2 separate regions of the Drosophila melanogaster genome follow, and region 1 is linked to region 2. A link is a contact called in public Hi-C data. All regions are on one chromosome and are shown on one strand. The core of a region is the stretch at or near the end of the contact, and the rest is flanking DNA. Distances in the headings are between cores, read along the strand shown.

Region 1 (2,801 bases), core at 295-2,794, 53 kb before region 2:
AATTCAATTTACGTGTTTGATTCGGCGGCGTTCGGCTCACGTTTTTCCGTTTTTCTCGCTTTTATTAGAGCTATCTGGCTAATCATTTTCCTGCATTGTCACGCTGGACGGCAAACACGAATTCGCGCTTTGGCAATCCCATTTGCCCCTCCATTTCGTCCCGCCGAGCAATGCATTTGCTTTTCATTCGATTTCCCAGCCGGAAAATTTTCATATGAGAAAGCACCGTGTGTTTGGCGTGTTATAGTTTTTTTTTCGGTTATTTTTTTTTTTTTTTTTTTTTTGGTTTCCTTGTTTATGTGCTCGTATTTTTCGGTGGGTGTTTCCCAATTAAATTTGTCACGTTTTGTTTGCTCGCCATTTGCATATATGTATAACCGAGTATACATAACAGTTGGCGTTGTTCTATAGTTTTCTATAACACTGTGATTTAATGGCTTTCGCTTATGGCTCGAAACTAGTTGGCACTAGTTCTAACCGATTTTGGGTCGTTTATCCCAAACCGGTTTTCGCTTTTCTCCAGTTTGATATTACTTAAGATTTATGCAAATGTAATATATACAACATAAAAGTTGTAACGCAAATATTATGTATTCATATTACTCAGCAAAATTGATTAATGATATATGCAATAAAATACTCATTTAAATGGCATACAACTGGCAACTGTGGTATTATTTAATAATACGGCTTAATTTCATGCTAGTAATAGAATTATGTTTTTTTTTAATCTTTTGAAAATATGAAAATTTAATTATTCGTCAACAAAACTTTAAACTTTAAAACTATTAGCGCTTTTAATTAAATACGGCTGCATTCGCCGCCAGTCAATTGCAAAGACAATATCAGCTAACAATTTTGAGCCCTTTGGGCATTACGACAATAGAGATTATAGATTACAATAATTAACATAGTTTTAATGGTGCTGGGAAATCAAATGCACATCCATATGCAAAGTAAAACTTTATTTTTGTCCCATGTATAGCAATAATAAAACAAATGACCCCCCCCCCCCCCCCCAAAACCCTTCCACTTGACTTACCCTTAGAAAATCCCATGTAAAGCTCGCGATTTCTATAATGCGATTACAAGAGGGCGAGGGGAGCTTGTAAAGTTCATGGAAAAAGTTACCACAAACGAAAGGTGAATGTGCCAAATGTCTAGTTTAAGGTATATTATCATATTTAGTTAGTTCTTAAAACTACAAACTAACTAAACAAACTACTAAACTAGCAAACCATCATTTAAGTTTGTTTCATATACAAACATAAATTAGTTAACAAATAAAGTGAGTACTAAAGTATCTGGCAGTCGGGAAAACTTAATTTGTTATTATTATTTCCCAACTAACCAACTTTGCCAGTCATATTCAGTCAAGAGGCATCACTAAGCCAATTAACTTTGCAAACTTATTCCGTGTGAAATTAATTACTTGATTTTCAATGTGCAATGTGACTTGTGTTTTTCTTTTTTGGTTTTGCCATATCATAGAAAGAGAGCAAACGTCGCTGTGCGATAGAGACAGCATGGTAAATTAAGCTGATGAATTCTATACGAGACTAGCTCATTTATTTACAAACGCTAATTTTGCTCACTTCCTTTTGTTGATGTCGATGACGGGTGAATTTAGTTGTTTGCCAGAAGAAAATATTGTTTATTGTAAATGCAATTGTGGATATGTTATGTATACAGAAAAAGGGAGTAACACCATTTCGTGTTTTATACGAAACTTAATTTCTTCGTATTTAAAATCTAAACACTTTTTCTTTTTTTGTTAACAACTTTATTAACAACTTTAAGCTGAGTAACTCCCATAGATGACTTTCGATTGGCATTGACTTTGGCTGGTTATGCACTCTATTTAATATACGCCCATTTATCATACGCAATTCTCTTTTGACCAGAAACATGAGGGCCGTAACCTCTGCCATATTCTACGTCTCCTTCCACTTTTGGTTGCAAAAGTTTTTCTTAATAATAAATTGCTTAACTTTTTAGGTAAACAAAAGCACACTTTGCTGGTGGTGGGGAGTAAGGCGCAGTTTTTGGCTTTCAACTTGCCGCAGGCTTCTCACGTGCGGGTTGCCCCAAAAAGTAAAGTGGGCGGGAGTAGTGGGAGTGGCAGTGGCAGTGGGTGGCAAGGCTGCAAGTTGGCCTGTTGTGGAAATTAAAATAATTGTAAGGGAGTTTGCGGTGCTACTTTTGTGTCCCTCGGGCGTTTGTAATTATCGCCAAGTTGAGCTAGTTTTGCCAAGTGAACTAGTTGCCCCGACTGCACAGATTCTATTTACTTGCAGAAATTATAATTTATACAGCAGGTTGGATAAAATCCGATAGATAAGATAAGTCTGTCAGATGTTAAAGAAATGCGGCAGAGTAACTCACTTGCAATGAACACCATTACGGCTGTATTACTTACTTTATATTGTTGACAAAGTGCACAGCGTTTTTGCATTTAACTCATCCCATTTGTGTGTCATGCATAATGAAAACGGAAACTAAAGTTGTGAATTATTTCTCATTGTCGCAACAATTATCGCTTATTTCCGCTTGCCCGTCAAGCGAGCACTTGCTTTCCATCTAGTGAATTTTCTTTTCATGCTGATAAAGTGTTTTTCTTTTCTTTCCTCTCGCTGATTTTTTGTTGTTTTTTTTTTGTTTTTTTGTTGCTTCCACTTTTCAACGTAATACATCTGTCATGTCTGGGAGGCCGGTCATAATTTATAACCACCAATTGCAATGCAAAGCAGCCTCTTTATATGGAAAACACGCGCCTGCCGCTCACACATACACCGATAAAT
Region 2 (2,929 bases), core at 155-2,654:
TTTGATACACCGCTTTTGTCCACCTTTTCAATGATGAGCCGCTTAGCTAAATATACTTTCTTTGGGAACTCACTTTGAACAGGAGCTCGATAGTACGACATCATCATCCTCCACACAGCAGACCTTCCCTGGCAGCGCAGTCGGGGCGGGCAGAGGAGCGTCAGCAGCGGTACCTGGAAGCGGGACAGCGATAGCGGTTGCAGTAGCAGGAGCGGGAGCGGGACAATCGGCGACATTGGCGGGGCCGCCGGCAACGGCCGCAGCTGCCACAGCTGCGATCATACCGATTCTGCCGCTCGGCGTTGCAACGCTGCGCGATGATTCCACCGAATCTGAGCAGTCCGTGACCTGTGCGCACAACCAGCTCGATGCCTACCACCGCATCATGTGAGTACAATCTAACAACTAGCCGCAAAATATATGTATTATATATATATATAAGTTTGATATAAAAGCCAACTAAATTGTACACTACACCAACAAGTTTTATTATGTTGGCAAAACCGACAAAGCAAAAATCCCTTGCCCTGCTGTGCAAAAGTCAAAAATTGTCCGAAGCAGCCATTGTCCAACTTTGAAGTCCTTTGTTCTAGCAAAATTCTTGTGTGGCCTGATTTCGCACTCCAAAATCAATGAATGCCAGACGAGCATCACATACAAAGTGTAATGTAATAAAAGAGCGTATTAAATTTGATCATCATCGTGTAAAATGTCCCCATTCCTATGAAATTTAACTGAATATGGTTCATTGACGGGATTGTCAGCGTGGAAAGGCAGTAAATAAGGCGATAAGGGTATCACTCTATTAAACCGATTTTATGGTTCGATTTTATTGTGTGTGCTGAAGAATGAAAAATCATGACTCTAGCTACGAACTCGATGAAAAGTGATTTACTTATTAAAAAATAACACTTTTGCTTAATATATATTTGCATACATTTGCTTAGGTATTTAATGAGTAACAATTTTAGCAGAGGATATAAAAAGTATCTACAAATTGCCATATTAAAGAAGTAACTTAAATGAACACGAACTGTTTTCCCAGAAAATGTAAATGTATCCGCTGTCGCATCTTATTAAGTGTTCTCGGCAAAAGTGTGCAATTATACAGAATCGGATTATTTGCATTTTCCTTACATTGTTTGAACTGCGTTTCGCGGCATTAAGTCAGGCCACCTTGTTTTTTTTTATTTTCTTCTTGGACTTCTTCCAGAAGCTTTTACCTCGTCCAAGTGAAATGAGTGATTTTCGTGGCACAATTGTTTTTATGACTCATACAATTAAATAACAACAAAAGGGCATTCAATGAAACTTTTTGCGAAAAGTTCGAAACAAATCTGAGTAGTGCACTTAACCCTGAAAAGTATGCTACGAAAGTTGCATGTAGAATCCGTGTAAGTGGCATGTAAAAAGCGAGGCATATCAAGTATACGCCATGTAATACAGCAGGCAGTTGCATTTGCATGCCACAGATGGCGCCCACGTGCAGTGGGCTAGGTGCATCGCAAAATAAATGCATTTCAAATGAAATCTGTGTTTGCAATTCCAGCAAGAAATTCAGAATGCTATACAATATTTCTATTTAGTTATATGTTGAAAACAAATGAAAGGTTAAAGCGTAAAAGAAATCATTCCAGGTTAATTAAGAAATCAATCCAGGTTAATTTTTAATGGAAATTCTACAGTAACTTGATTTAAACGCCGCGGTTTCTATTCTAACGTAATTACTATGCGAGCACTTTGCGCGCCTTAAGCTTGATGGGAAAATTAGCAAATAACATGCTTCTGCGTTGGCCTCAAATTAAAATGGTTAATTTTTCATTAAGGCCAAGTCATTAATCGACCTGCCAGGTAAACCCCATCAGCGCACAGGTGCATTTCCGACCGTTTGTAGCCGGGAGAACCGGGGTTTTATTATATTTGATTTGGCACAGCCTGCAGTCTGCAGTCCGCTGTTCCGGCAATCGGATCGAAATTGAGGCATCTAACCGTAACATCATCCAACATTTATGTGCAAAAACGAAATCCGAAACGCAATCAATTGCCGTGAGTAAGTGCCTTTTAATTGCTACGGGCTTCTGTGAATTAATTTTGCTTGCCGAGCGCAAAGTGTAATTTAATATTCCCATGCAGTTAGATTCATATTTTATATGGCCCACATAACGCGGCGCGGCTGTGTATTTAAACACTTATATCCATTGAAAGCTGACCGGGGGTGTTGGTTATGGCCTTTGGCAAGTGACTTCTTTGCACTTATACATTATTCATTATTACTCCGGCGCCATTTGTGCAATATTTGGATTCGTTCCAGCCCGGTTCCCAAGCCAATGCATTAGCCGCAGTCCTTGGCCATTTATTTCGATCAAAAAAGGGTGGCTTATAATGGGGCTTTTAGAGTGTTTCGATGCACTTTTATTAAAAGCTAGCTTCCGTCACAAAGGGTTTTCTAAACAGTGTTTAGATATTTTTTATTTAAGAAGCTAAATCCGGAATGAAGAATCCTTTATTTTTTTAATCAACTTTATTTTTGCCAAAACTTTGTTATATTTATTTTAGCTTTGTTATAAAAAAAGAATTGTTTTGTTATACGTGGGCCTTTTCAAAAAATATACTATTTCTGCTTATGATTCAATCCACGAATTTGGTTGCACTCAAAGTGAATTTATATTGCCTACTTAAGCGGGCAGCCAGTTATTCTGGAGTCTGTGGTCCTGAGGAACCTTAAAGATGAGTACTTATAGGGTATTTATGTGTCAGCGAAAAACATATATATGCACGTGTGTGCAGCATATAAACGAGAGTACATACATATATGCATTTTACCAGAAGGAAAGGCCATGTAGGCCCCAGAGCATAAGCCGAAAAGGCAATCTCGTAAAAAACACGCATTTCCATCCATCTGTAGTACTACTACAAACACACACACACA

What was found. Hi-C and Micro-C count contacts between places; a contact is called where the count stands out from the background.
Region 1: a Hi-C map of the Kc167 cell line shows a contact between it and region 2, with 1.4 times the contacts expected there. The contact joins two enhancer-like sites. A contact is called at or near these places in 41 of 107 Hi-C or Micro-C datasets (the D17-c3 cell line, the Kc167 cell line, the OSC cell line and 15 more) and 1 of 6 datasets of contacts at active chromatin or transcription factors (the Kc167 cell line).

The regions. Positions count from the first base shown.
Region 1 is chrX:10,304,649-10,307,449 of dm6, reverse strand. The region is part of intron 2 of alpha-Man-Ia (alpha-Mannosidase class I a); the gene reads left to right. Among named protein-coding and RNA genes, the nearest start is that of alpha-Man-Ia, 20 kb to the left of the region's middle. Within about 2 kb of position 1,544, at least 2 of the 39 cell types and tissues checked have an H3K27ac peak or open chromatin away from gene starts, as enhancers often do. A contact at or near this core is called in the Kc167 cell line and testis, where this site is marked.
Region 2 is chrX:10,251,461-10,254,389 of dm6, reverse strand. Hk (Hyperkinetic) reads left to right here. Exons shown (of 12, transcript NM_167222.3): 6 at 83-387. The coding sequence starts at 386. Among named protein-coding and RNA genes, the nearest start is that of Hk, 11 kb to the left of the region's middle. Within about 2 kb of position 1,404, at least 14 of the 39 cell types and tissues checked have an H3K27ac peak or open chromatin away from gene starts, as enhancers often do. A contact at or near this core is called in the Kc167 cell line and testis, where this site is marked.